3 separate regions of the Mus musculus genome follow, and regions 1 and 2 are each linked to region 3. The links are chromatin contacts, called in public HiCAR-type and HiChIP or PLAC-seq maps. All regions are on one chromosome and are shown on one strand. The core of a region is the stretch at or near the end of the contact, and the rest is flanking DNA. Distances in the headings are between cores, read along the strand shown.

Region 1 (4,629 bases), core at 868-3,367, 2.3 Mb after region 3:
GGCAGACAAATGACTAACTAGTCACATTATGAAGATTTGGGGTTTTTATTCACAGCTTCCTCTCTCTTCATGGGGTGTGATACTGACCCAGCACCTGTAGACAGGACAAATGCAGGACACCCCCTCCCCCCCAACATGTGCACTGTGAGACTAGAAAATGCTGCTCTTGTTAAAAGCCTTCAGTGTATGCCCTAATGGACCCCCCCCCCCCCCCGCCTTGTTCACTGAGAAATCGTGTTCTCTTGCATAACAGGCAGATTTGAATGGCGCACCCTCTGGCCCAGAGTATCAAAGGTAGCCCTGACTGCCAACCCAGGTGTAGGTTTCAAACAGTTTCTGAACACGATGTTCAATCTTTAACTTCATGGGAAACAGGACCCCAGTTCAGAGTGGGTAAGGAACTGTTTGTATACAGCTCCACTAAGCCTGTCACAACACTGCTTCCTCTGAAGCCTCATCCCTCCCCTTAAGTCCCTTTGGTTTGATGGCCTCTGTCCCTCTGTTGTATTTGACATGGTATTCATAAATCTGTTCAGTCTGTCTGTCAATCTTGAACTAACTGCACTAGAATGGGTGTTGCATAAAGGATATAAGATTAAAAAGCATATGATATCCCTCACATTTTGTGGCAAATTATTGTAACATCTGTCAGGATCAATGCCCCAAGAGACAATTACATTTAAAGGTAATTTAGGCATTCCATCCCAACTTAAATGGGGTGGGACAAGCCATACCTTCTACAGGACTGATTGATCAGAACGGGAGTGACTACGGAGAGGTTTGATTGCTGCCAGGTCTGTCTTTAGCTCTCTCTACTCTTAAGCTCTCTTAATCCCTTGCCCTCTTCTGTGACTGACATAACACCCTGGTGACAGGTGAAACCTTCTGTAATGTTTTAACAGACCACTGGCTTCCACCAACCAGAAGGCTTCCTTTGCTGTAACAAACTTACCTTTTGTTTCCACCGTTTGTTCTGTTCCATAAGACTGCATAAAACTTCTGCCAAATGGTATCTGGGGAAAACCTCATACTCTGTTCCTGAGCCAGTCACTCATATTTGGCTACAAAACAGACTAGCCCTTGAAGCGAGAGCAGTATTTTGGTGTTGACAACAGCTTGTCCAGAACTCAGCACCTCTTAGGGTGTTTCTCCTCCCGAACCTGTGGGTGCACCAGCCACCCTGAGCTGTGGTTCTCTTGTCCCTGCATAGCACATGCCCACATCTTTCTCATAGGACCGCTGTAGAGCAGAGTACACGTACACTTCAGGATCTTAGTTCGAATCCTCCACTACAGAGGCTGCTTCATCCTGGAGAAATGTTTCTCCTCTGATGCATGACTCCCGCGGCATAAATCTGGATGCAAGACCTCCCAAGGCTGAATTTAAAATCCCAGCGAATGAATCCAAGTGTCTCTCTCAGAACACATTCCCATGATCCTCCATCTCCTCCCCACCCTCTCATGCACGAGTGTCTTTGGACACACCTCTCAGTCTTTATAGGAGTCGACAGAGGCTGGGACAAGGCGAAGAGAGGGAAGAACTAATACTGAGTGAGCCAGACTGCTTAATATGACCAGGCTCTAGGGGAGGAGCTGTGAGAAAGGCTATGGACGCCTGCAGAAGTCACAGCGCTGTACCACCAGGTCCCTTCTCCAGAGTCTGGTAGCGCTGTCATTTTCTCCAGTAATACCAACTAACTGGTGACTTCCAACGCGTGACCTTGCTCCTCAAAACCCACCCTAAGGTGAGGGTGCGCGCAGGGATGTGTTGCACCCCGCGGGACTTACCCACTGCTGGGGGCAGCTGGCCTCGAACGAGCTCCTCAGCTTCTGGCACCGGGCCGCGTCCTCCGCGTTGTCGTCCAGGCAGCGCCAGTACAGGTCGCGCGCACCCCAGCATGCCTGCCTTTCCTTCATGGAAGGGGCTGCCATTCCTGCCTGCAGTGGTCACGCGGGAAGCCACGCAACATGCGACCGGGGCTCAGCCTACGTGGGAGAGCGGTGTGGACTGTGGTTCCCGCACGGCGGTGTCGCCCCGCAGGTCCACCGACTGCACAGGGAAACTCACTGCGAAAGTACCCGCCGCCGATTGACCTGCCCCGGCCTCCGTTTGCAAATAGAAGGGCGGGACTTCCGGCCGAGTCCGTTTCTCCGGCGGATAATTTCCGGCACCAGGGGCGTGGCCTATGGGCGGAAACTAATATCTGATTGGTACCGCCCTCTGTAGCTGCGGCTGCCCTGATTGGCTGAAGAGGGACCCGGAATTGGCGGAGGCGGCCGAGCCGGCACCAAGCTCCGTTCTCAGAGTGTGGTGAGAAGGGGATAGCTCGCCGGAGAGCGCCGACTCTGGGTGAGGGTGAAGCTGAGGTTGGCCATGCTAGAGGTTCCCTGTGCCTTTTATCAATGTCAGGTTATAAAAAGGTATCCGGGCGTGGTGGCACACGCCTTTAATCCCAGCACTTGCGGGGCAGAGGCAGGCAGATTTCTGAGTTCGAGGCCAGCCTGGTCTACAAAGTGAGTTCCAGGACAGCCAGGGCTACACAGAGAAACCCTGTCTCGTATATTTATCTCATTTTATCGATATGGCTGCAATTATGACTGTGCATAATGGTACATCAAGAGCAGACATGAATGAAATGGGAAATAAAAGCAGTGATGTTCGCAGCCAGCCACAGCTGTCTGTATATCTCTTCCCGACCGTCATAATCAAGAATTCATTGGAAACTGAAATAACAGTAGCAATTTCAGTAGTGAAGTTTAGCTCTGTAGATGACAAGAAAGTGAGGCTCTTATAAACAAATGAAGTTTAGCAAAGTGTACAGTTTCTAGAGAGATGGTGCTAGTAGAAATTTAAATTTGCACTGAAAATCCTTCTACAGACAAATTCCAGATAGTTCCTCCAGGAGGTTCCTCTCGACTTTTACTAATTAAATTCTACCTGTATTCTTGCTACTGTTAACTTGTACTAGTTACAGAACCTCCCCAACTCTGAAATAACAAACTCCTTGGAACTCATTGATTTATAAGAGAGAGGAAGAGGAGGGAGAGGGATAAAATGGTGTGATAATGCTTTATATGTCTCACTTAACTAAGAGGGTTTGCTGTAGAAGGATTAATGTACATGATTATGGGAGCCATCCAAGACTTTGTTGAAGGTGTTAGACATTATGCATTGTATGTTCCCCAGTGTCTTGCCAATATATTAAAAAAAAAAAAAAGTCCTATTCAAAACTCTGGTGGACCTGTATGAGAAAATATGATTTAGGGGTTGAAAATTAATTTTTAAAAATTTATTATTTTGTATGCATGGGGGTACTACATGCATGCAGCCTTGAAAAGGTTTTTTTTTAGCCCCACTCATCTACACAAACCCAAACAGCATCATGAAATGGACAGAAAAGACAAGTTGCAGTGCAGGCATTCACTATACCTACAAACCGTAAGACATAGAAACCCTTTCCTTCTCTAAAGGTGCACAAGACAGATGCAACACTGCTGAGAAAATGAGCAGTCTATGCAGATACTGAATCCTCATTGGTTACCACAGCAGTATATGCAAATACTGACGTCCTCATTGGTTAGCACAGCAATCTATGGAGATACTGACAGACATCCTCACTGGTAACCACAGCAATATATGCAGATGCTGACTTCCTCATTGGTAATCATAGCAATATATGCAGATACTGATATTCTCACTGGTAACCACAGTAATATATGCAGATATTGACAGACATCTTCACTGGTAACCACAGCAATATATGCAGATACTCACGATATTCTCACTGGTAACCACAGCAATAAATGCAGATACTCATATCCACTACAGTATTAAGGATAAATACATAAATAGTAAAACCATAAAGGGCAGCAAAGATTATCACAACTGTCTCTAGGGCTAGGAGAGATTTGATCAGGAAGGGCACACAGAGACTGAATGTGAAGCCTTTGGGTTCTGCTCCTAGACCTGGGCGTTTGCTTTCTAAGCACTTTTTTAGCCATGCACATGTTTTGTTTATGTTTTTCTGCATGAATGTGTGTGCCCAGGTTTTAATAGAATAAGTAATTGGCCCAAGAGAGTTGATCATTGTTGTAATTGATCTACAGAAAGATAATAGCAGCCATTATAGAGAGCTTGATTACTAAATTTTAATGTGTTTACCATCTTATATGTTCTTTCTGGCCAAAAGTCAGCCCAGGAGAGTCCTGGCCAAAAGTATAGGCCCAAGAAGGGTTATCATTGTTGGGGCTGATCTACAAGAAGATAATTATGACCACCATATAAAATATGATTATTGACTTTAATGTGTTTACTATATCTGTTCTTGGGCAGTGTTTAGTGCTATATACCACTCATGCAGCCACAGTTCTTCCTTGTCTGTGATGAGACTGAGGCAGAGAGGAGACATACTGCCAAAATGAGTGTACTGTAGTCGGGTTCCTGACTTATCCCCTCAGGAGATTCAACCACCAAAAAGGAATCTAGAGGTTTGAATGGACAACAGCAAAGTCCACGTGCACATTATCAAAATATTGCAGACAACAGGGCCAGTAAAAGAATGTAAGTGCCACAAGAAGGTGGCAGGTGTGCGGTCGCCCAGCCCGGGTGTAAAATGGAGAGCCAGTGAAG
Region 2 (4,790 bases), core at 526-3,025, 2.2 Mb after region 3:
ACGGACTCTCGGTGCTAAAGTTTGCACAGCTGCCATGAGCTACATCAATCTACCCACCGTGCTGCCCAGCTCCCCCAGCAAGACCCGGGGGCAGATTCAGGTGATTTTCGGGCCCATGTTCTCAGGGAAAAGCACGGAGCTGATGAGAAGAGTCCGGCGCTTCCAGATCGCCCAGTACAAGTGCCTGGTCATCAAGTATGCCAAAGACACGCGCTATAGCAACAGCTTCTCCACACATGATCGGAACACCATTGACGCATTGCCAGCCTGCATGCTCCGCGATGTGACCCAGGAGTCCTTGAGTGTGGCCGTCATTGGCATCGATGAGGGGCAGTTTTTTCCTGACATTGTGGATTTCTGTGAAATGATGGCCAACGAGGGCAAGACAGTAATTGTGGCAGCACTGGATGGGACCTTCCAGAGGAAGGCTTTCGGCAGCATCTTGAACCTGGTGCCCCTGGCGGAGAGTGTGGTGAAGCTCACCGCTGTGTGCATGGAGTGCTTCCGAGAAGCTGCCTACACGAAGAGGCTGGGTCTGGAGAAAGAGGTGGAGGTGATTGGCGGAGCCGACAAGTATCACTCCGTGTGCCGCCTGTGCTACTTTAAGAAGTCTTCAGCCCAGGCTGCTGGGTCAGACAACAAAGAGAACTGTCTGGTGCTGGGGCAGCCGGGAGAGGCCTTGGCTGTCAAGAAGCTCTTTGCCTCTCAGCAAGTCCTACAATACAACTCTGCCAACTGAGGGGACCTGGGGCCTGCCAGCTCCTACCCAGGTTGGACTCTCAGAGAGCAGGGGGAGCGCGGGCCTATCATTCCTAATGGACACTGTGCCTTGAACGGGCTCATCCATCGTCCACTCGCTGAAGCCGTTTTCAGTTCCCTTCTTGATTGCCAAGATGCCTCAATGCAGGCTGGAGCCCAGACCCTGCCTGGTGGCTAGGGGTCCCGCGTTCAGCCAAAGGTGAGGACAGAGCTGTCCACCATTGTGACACTGGTGGGGCTAGTTTCTTCCTTGTTGGTGGCTGGGTTTCAGTCTCAGAGCCCCACCCTCACCAAGGCTCCAGGCCTCTCACAGCTCCCCCATTTATGCCTAAACATTCTCTCCTCAGAACCCCAGCTCTTAGTGAGCCACTTTTCTTGTGCAAAGTGAACAATATTAAAGTTTACTACTAATGAAAAAAAAAAAAGAGTCAGGCTCTCTCACTGGACCTGGAACTGATCTCAGCCATACTGGCTCATCAGCGACTCGGGGGAGTCGGGGAGGGGGGGGGCGGCGGGGAGATGTGTCTCCACCACGCAGGATGGTAGTTACCTCTCCATGGGATCCTAACTCAGATGTTCATGCTTTCATAACATGCCCTTTTCCTACTGACCAATCTTCTCAGCTCTCATAACTTATTTTCAAAACATAAATCCAGATTTCATTTGTGATCCATTGTTTTAGAGACTTTGTGGTAACTCTTAACATGCACCCTTTTAAAAAGCAGCCATCTGGGGGGATTGCAGGATATCTATGTGAATTTAGGGCCAGCTAGAAAATTTAGGCCCTAGGCCTATTTCCAATCGGGAACTTCGGAACTGGTGTAATACTATGTCTGCAGCAACTCTTTTTACTAAAAACTGTGAGTGGCAGGAGGCATCACACTCCCAACAAAGTTGAAGGAACCTTATGCGGTCCTATGCCGGGCAGGGTATGTGTGGGTGGGAACCTCTCGCCGCGCACGCGCACTCGCGCTTAGGGTGGCCGGCGCACGCGCACAGGTCTACTCCCCGCGAAATGGAGCGGGTGTTGGCGGACGCGCTTCTAACGCAGAGTCGGGAGCCCGGCGAGTTGCTGGGCGCGCTGTGCGGCGGGGAGGCGAGTGCGGAGCGGGCGGAGACCCTGCGCCTGGTGCTGCAGCGGCTGGAGGAGCGCGGCGCGGGCGCCGGCGCGCTGGCCAAGGCGGCACACGAGGTGGCCAGGGACCACCTGGTGCCCTTACTGCACGCGTCCCAGGGCGGAGGGCCTGCGAGGCCCCGCGTGCTCCGAGCGGCGAGTGCGGCGCTGCGCTCGTGCGCGCGCCTGGCAGGACCGGAGCTGGCAGTCACTCTGGCCGAAGAAGCGCTGCGCGAGCTGCCGAGCGCGCCAGCCGTGGAGCTGCTGGCCGCCGTGGCGCCGTGTTTACGCGCGCCGGAGGATGCCCCGCTGCTGCGTCGCCTGGGGCGCGCGTCTGTGGAGCTGGCGCTGGCCGGGGACGCGCCGCCGGCCGTGGGAGCGCGCCTGCTGCCCGCGCTGGCACAGAGCGCAGAACCGGCTCTGCGTGCGGCGTGGGACGCGCTGAGCTCCGCGGGACCGGGAGCTGAGGGCAGCACTGGGCCAGAACTGCTGGTGCTGAGCGCACTGGCCGAGAAGCTGCTGACCAACCATGAGCGCCACGGGGATCTCGACGCCCGTCTCTGCGGCCGCTTCTGGAGAACCGTCCAGGCGGGGCTGGGCCGCGCGCAGGACGGGCTCACGCGAAAGCGCGCGCGCTACCTGCTGCAGAGGGCTGTACAGGTGTCTGCAGAGCTGGCGGTGGACTGCTCCTGCAGCCCCCAGGACACAAAAGGTACCCACTTGTCTCTCTAAAAAACAAAATTGTGTGTGTGTGTGTGTGTGTGTGTGTGTGTGCGCGCGCGCGCGCGTGCCTGTGTAAGTTTATGTGCATCACGTGCGTATGCTTGGGAGGGCATCAAATCCCCTTGAGCTGGAGTTAAAGGCAATTGTGAACTACCTGATGTGTGTGTTGGGAGTCAAACTCCAGTCCTCTAGAAGAACATCAAGTGCTCTTAACCCCTGAACCATCTCTCCAGACTGGCACCTACTTATCTCTTTGCCCCAGCCACACTCTGCTACCTCAAACCAGCCTTCAAGGGGCGTCCACCTCATCCTGAGCGGATTTGACACTTGCATGTGGTACCCTACACCGGCCTCCTCCTGCACTTTGGGAAAAGTGGACCCAGTGAAGGTTAAGATATCGCACACGCGGTAGCATGCTCTGTGTAAAACCAAGCCTGCTCCACGCCTTTACATCCTGATAGAAAAAAAGTTGACATCCGTATCAAACTGAAAGAAGGGTGCTGTGTAACCCAAGTTAATGTTTGAAACTCGAGGTACGGAATCAAATATTAATCCCTTGACATTCCCTTTAGGAATATTAGGAGCAGGGTTAGTTAGTGCTTTCTAAACATAACCCTTAAGTCATCGTGTGTGCTTGCGCCCAGGCCTAAAGTCAACAGGTGTTGTCCTTGATTATTCTCCATTTTATTTTTGGGCCAGGGTCTCTCTCGCTTGCTCTCTCTGAATCTGGAACTCAGGATTCAGACGCTTTCTTTCTGAAGTTTGGAATTGTGTTTCCTCATGGTCTCTGCACATTTGTGGTTTTGTGGGTGATCCATCTTTCCTGTCTCTGCAGGAATGCTCTCTTGGGGCCTCCTGCATTCAAAGCAGAGCTGGGACTGTAAACAGCTTGGTTTTGTCTTTAGGGCTTGAGTGATAGTTTGCTCAGGTCCAACTTCTATGGGGGAGACATTTCCATCCACATTTTAAAGGCTTCCATCCATCCATCTAGAAGCTGGAGATGCTACTCTTGTTGTTTTGAAGTTGAGATAATTCTGGATCCTGCTCAAGGGCAGTCTGTGACTTCTCTATAGGGTACCAGGGGTTTAGGGCCCTGGCATCCTGGAACCTCCTTTTTATCCATGTGCACCTACACAGTCTGGAAGTCAATGAGCTTTGATTTGGGGAAGTTTTCTTGAGTAATCAGGTGGTTATTTCTTCCCTTGCTTCCTTTTTCCTTCTCTCTTCTTGACTTGGAACCTCTGGGACTTACCATTTGTCTGTTTGTCTTAGTTATTTTTTCTGTTGCTGGAATAGAGACTATGGCCAAAAGAAACTTGTTGAGGAAAGGATTTATTTCAGAACACTTCTCTCAGGTCACACTCCATCACTGAGAGAAGTTAGCAGGAACCTGGAGACAGGAACTGATGCAGAGATGATAGAGGGGTGCTGCTTATTGGCTTGCTCAGCCTACTTTCTTAGACAATCTAGGACCACCTGCCCAGGTTTGGCACCACCCACAGAGAGCTGGACCATCCATCATCAATCATGAGTCAGAGATTTCCCCCAGAGGCTTGCCTACAGGCCAGTCAGATAGAGGCCGTTCTCAGTTGAGGCTTCCTCTTCCTGGGTGACTCTGGCTAGTATCGAGTCGACAAAGCCCAGCCAGCATTGAAACTTCTTCAATAGATTTTCTAGAATTTTGATGTTTCCTTCACTCACTGGTTAATTTCTTTGGTTTCCAGTCTTTTCTCTGCGTTTCTTGTTTCTATGACCAGATTTTAGTTTTAGATTTTAGTTTTCAGACTGTTTTGGGATAACCCCTTTCATTTTACATAGCATCCTGTTCTGATGTGTGTGAGCAGACCCCTCCATGGCTCAGCCCAGCTTATAACCTCCAGTCATAAGCAGAGACTTGCTGCCTAGGATTTCAGGTTGTTTATTTTTTCCTTTTAGGGGGGTGTTTCAAGGTAAATCAAATTATTTCTTGGCTTTCCCTGTCAACTAAACTTTCTTTTTCCCCCAGAGTCAGCTTAAAATTTCAAATTTTAAGTTTTATTCCTTTGTTTGTTCCTACATTATTTTTGTTTTTGTTGTTTCAGTTTTGTTGGGATTAGCCTCTGTGAAGTCCTTTACTGTAGAGTCTTGGGGAAGAAAGTAGAGTTTGGGCATCCACAACAGTAATCTTAAGGAAACAAAGCACGGTTAGATAGGC
Region 3 (4,303 bases), core at 895-3,394:
CTGGAGCGGCATACACACAGGGCAAACTTACAAGCAGGCAAATACGCACCCACATAAAATAAACAAATCAAAGCCTTAAAAAAAGGAAACAACCTCAAACAGTGAGATGGCTCAACACATGAAAATGCTTACCCAAGCTGGGCAACCTGAATTCAATCCCTGAAATCCACATGATAGTGGAAGAAAAGAAGAAACCTCACAAATGTATCCTCTAACCTCCACCTATGCTCGGCATACATTCCCACATGCAAATAATTATAAATTAAAATTAAAGAAACCATCTTAATACTGAACTTCATATCCTCAACAACAGATTCTTCAACTGCAGGCCTGTAAATTCAACAGATAAGCTAGAAACTGCTTTCTACTCACATAAAAACTAGAGTTCTAGTATCTTCTACTCTCCCCAAGTGCCTATATACAACATGCCAGTGTTTCATCCGTTTTCTATTTGTCATTCTATCATTTCTGATCATTAACCATGGTTGAATGAATCAAAATTCCTCATAAACTTGGATATCATATCATATATTAAGATTCTGATGTCAGTCCTTCCCTTCGGGCCTTGATGTCCATCAGTATGCAAGAGGTAACTCTAAACTAAAATTTCTTAGTCCATTCTACAGGTTATCTAGGATATGACCTACTGTAATGGCTGTGTGCGATTTAAAAAAGAAATCTAATCAGAATTCATCTAACATTTATTTCTGTCCTATGCAAGCAACAACCACCATTAAAAAATAAAAACCTTAAGTCATACTATCCTCTTCATACCCAAGTGGAATGGCATATCCAGGAGACTTTCCTAATACTACCAAAACATTCTGAGAAGTTTGTAGATTTTTTTTAACATAGCAAAAGCAATGAAAAGTAATTAATGTATATGAAGCATTGTTGTCTAAGTTGTGGTTTTACATTTCACTACCTACTGTGTCCTTTTCTTTTTTTTCTTTTCTTTTTTTTTCTTTTCTTTTTTTTTTTTTTTTTTTTTTTTTTTGAGGCATTGCCCTGGATTCCTCTTGCCATACATATACATACACACACACACACAAAATGCCTTCTTTATTTTACATTAGTTAGGTTACTTAAAGTTCAAATATAGGCTCTGGAGGTGAGCCCATGAACTCTCCAAATTACTTAAAACTCCTGCACCTCAGTTTCTTCCTTTGTAAAATGAGATAGGCAGTCCCAATACCACCATGGATCAGGATCAGGGTTCTGCAGTGAGGTCAGTACATGCTGGGAGTTTACATGCTGGGAGCTGGGTCTGACCCTCGTGTCACAAGAATTACTATAATTAGTGTAGGAACTCCTTTTCTCTTTTAAAGATGAGGAAACGGAAATAGGATAATTTATTACTAGTTATTACTAGGTTTCAAATTAAAAGTTCAAATTCACTGTGGCATTCGGGATCAGCGCGGTCATTAACCCAGCCTGTCACTAGGAGGCACGAGAAAGGGTAGGCAGCCACACTCCACGAGGCCCCGGGTGGGCACCGCCTCGCGGACCACGGGCGCTGCGGCCTGGTTCCCAGGGTCCCGCGCCGCGCTGGGGAAAGGCGCCCGCTGGGCACCGACGGACCGAACCCCTCTAAGGTCAGCGGCACCCAGATCCCTGTCGTACCCACCCTTGAACCCCGCCACGCCCCGGTGTGACAGACTGGGCTCGCGACCCTCCCTTAGGACAAGGCCGGGCGGGGCGGGGAGCTGCAGCCGAACGAGGCCGAGCGCCGCGGTCCCTAAAACCGGACTCCACCCGGCCCAGGCCGCAGAGACACGCCTGGTTAGCCCGAGTTGCCCGGAGCCCACGCCCGCACGTCCACACGCCCGCGGCCTTACCTTTTCGCAGCGTCCGCCCGACACGCGGGCGGCCCGGGCTCCGCCGCGTTCCGCCTCTCGGAGGGTCTCGGGTCGGTGTCGGCGGACCTCGGCCTTTCGGAGGGTCTCGGGCCGGCGTCGGCGGGCCTCGGCTTCTCGGTTGGTCTCGGGTGGCGTCGGCGGGCCTCGGCCGCTCCGCGGGTCTGGCGGCTCTTCAGCGAGTGGGCGGAGACTCGGCCCGCCTGTCCCTCAGGAAGCCGCCCCGCCCCGCCCCCGCCGCGAAGCTCTTTCTCCCGGGCTGCCCGGCTTTTCTCTCCCTCCGGAAACGCATTCCTCCGCGCCGCGTCAGCCGCGCCTGAAAAGGAGGGGGAGGCGGCAGGAAGAAGGAAGGTGGGGCAGGGTGCAGACAAAGGAGCTCGGTCGTTCGGCCCTTTCTGCCTGGGGTACCGCGCTGAACCACCGAGGGCGCCGGCCGCCCGGCTGGAAAGCCCAGCCGCAGTCTGTGTCCGGTCCCTGGGATCCCGAGCCAGACCTCTCTGTGGGCTGAGGGGACAAGAAGGATCGGGTGTTCTGCAGGCAGCCCTCGGACCCGCCCCGTCACCCTAAGATTGCAGACTCCCGCTCCACCCTTGCTGTGCCACCCTGCGCTCCTTGGCGCCGCATTTGCTCAATTTTCTATCTGGGTGGCCAAGCACAAAAAGGAAAAATGTTATGTTTGCGCACTTGCTTTCTCTTTTCTGGAAAAAGAATTGAAAAGTAGCCAGTCTCAAAATCTAAATGAGAAGCTTGAAACTTGGACTTGCCTCGTCATACTGAAAGCTGTGGGACAGCAGGTGCCATCAGCTTACCCGAAGAGTGTGGGCTGCCAGGAGGAGCAGGGCACCCAGCCGTAAAGACAGCTTTCATTGCCGGGTTTATGAACCCAAGAAATAGTGTTTCTGTTCTGGAAGAGTAAAACTGGGATGCCAAAAAAAAAAAAAAAGATTAATCACTATGGAAAAGTTATATGTTGCCCATGAGCAAATCAAATGTATTGTTTAACTAAAATTTTAATAAATGAGCATCGTTTTTCTAATTAGTAAATGACTGAACTTAAAAGGCTACGTCTGCATCGGCAGCCCAGCGGTAAAGCTCAGTGACGTTCGTTGCCTTTAAAGGTATTGATCTTACCACTTTGAGTTAAACCATTAGCCCAGTCTCTGCACAAGAAACAGCTTTATAAACATACTTTATCAATGCTTGGCCTGAACTGTGTGAGCTTTCATTCGTGTGACTTGAGGAGGGAACAATCTACCACAAGATCGACACACACACACACACACACACACACACACACACAAAATAGTGTTTGTGCTGCTCTCCCAGGACTCAACCTAAGCTGTCAGAGGAATACCAATTTACATGTACAAGTCATAAACTTTGAAGAAAATAGAAATTAATAAGTTCCATAATTGCTCAGAAATGTAGCTATACTTGAATTCATAAAAATGTTAAGAGATGGGCAGTTACTTAGCTATGTAAAATGCATGAACATTGTTCTAATTACTTGTCTCACTACTGGGGCACAATAACTGACAAAGCAACTTAATGAAAGAATTTATTTTAGCTCACAGTTACACGGTACAGTCCATCTCAACAAGAAAGTTGTAGTGGCAGAAGCATGAGGTCCAATTACACCCACAGCCATTTACCCTGTGCCTGGAGGATTGAAGTTCTACCTTGGCAGAAAATATAAGCTGCCTCTTGCTTTTTCAAAATGTAAGCCTTTCTCCACTGTAGCATTTACTGTGCTGTTGGTTATTCTCCCCAGCAATAGCTATTGCAGCTATTTAGTAACAACCCAAGGGTAGAAATAGAATTCTTTCCGTGAAAAAGAGTGAAGTATAGGAAACAATCAAGTAGGGGGCTGGAGAGAGGGCTCAGCAGTTAAGAGCACTGACTGCTCTTCTGAAGGTCCTAAGTTCAAATCCCAGCAACCACATGGTGGTTCACAACCATCCGTAATGAGATCCGATGCCCTCTTCTGGTGTCTGAAAATAGCTACAGTGTACTTACATATAATAATAAATAAATCTTAAAAAAAGAAACAGTCAAGTGGGCCATCAAAAGCCCCTGTCCTACATTTTTTTATCCCAGCACTTGGGAGGACTCAGAGGCAGGAGAATCTCTCAGTTTGAAGCCAGCCTCATCTATAGATCGAGTTGAAGGAAAGGGAGGGAGGGAGGGAGGGAGGGAGGGAGGGAGGGAGGGAGGGAGGGAGGGAGGGAGGGAGGGAAAAATTCCTGTCTTGCCCAGGATCCTTCTTTGTTTGCATTTCTCTTTGTGCTAGAGCATTTTCTTTCAATCGTCAGGATTTCCACTGCCAGCCACAGACTGAGTCTGAGTCCATGAAGGTAAGCAAGTTCAAGCTTGGATACATTTTTCAGCCTGAGTGGGTCTCTCAGCCATGTTTTGTTTCTCCTCAATATCTTTGCTATCTTTCTATC

The links. HiCAR-type assays count read pairs that join an accessible place to other places. HiChIP or PLAC-seq counts read pairs in DNA pulled down with a chosen protein or histone mark.
Region 1: a HiCAR-type map of astrocytes shows a contact between it and region 3, with 3 times the contacts expected there. The contact joins the promoter of Coa6 here to the promoter of Itgb1 in region 3. A contact is called at or near these places in 3 of 39 promoter capture datasets (cranial neural crest, embryonic stem cells and liver), 1 of 484 Hi-C or Micro-C datasets (uterus) and 2 of 115 datasets of contacts at active chromatin or transcription factors (astrocytes and embryonic stem cells).
Region 2: a contact with region 3 is called in an H3K27ac HiChIP or PLAC-seq map of cardiomyocytes, with 7 times the contacts expected there. The contact joins the promoter of Tarbp1 here to the promoter of Itgb1 in region 3. A contact is called at or near these places in 2 of 39 promoter capture datasets (the C10 cell line and liver) and 3 of 115 datasets of contacts at active chromatin or transcription factors (bone marrow-derived macrophages, cardiomyocytes and large pre-B cells).

Annotation. Positions count from the first base shown.
Region 1 is chr8:126,419,989-126,424,617 of GRCm38.p6, reverse strand. Coa6 (cytochrome c oxidase assembly factor 6) reads right to left here and starts at 2,117. Exons shown (of 2, transcript NM_174987.4): 1 at 1,788-2,117. The coding sequence starts at 1,931. It overlaps Gm51604 (a long non-coding RNA gene), which reads left to right and starts at 2,248. Exons shown (of 2, transcript XR_003947620.1): 1 at 2,248-2,349.
Region 2 is chr8:126,472,050-126,476,839 of GRCm38.p6, reverse strand. It overlaps Tarbp1 (TAR RNA binding protein 1), which reads left to right and starts at 1,775. Exons shown (of 30, transcript NM_001159907.1): 1 at 1,775-2,585. The coding sequence starts at 1,775. It also overlaps the pseudogene Gm6091.
Region 3 is chr8:128,683,495-128,687,797 of GRCm38.p6, reverse strand. Itgb1 (integrin beta 1 (fibronectin receptor beta)) reads right to left here and starts at 2,144. Exons shown (of 16, transcript NM_010578.2): 1 at 1,839-2,144.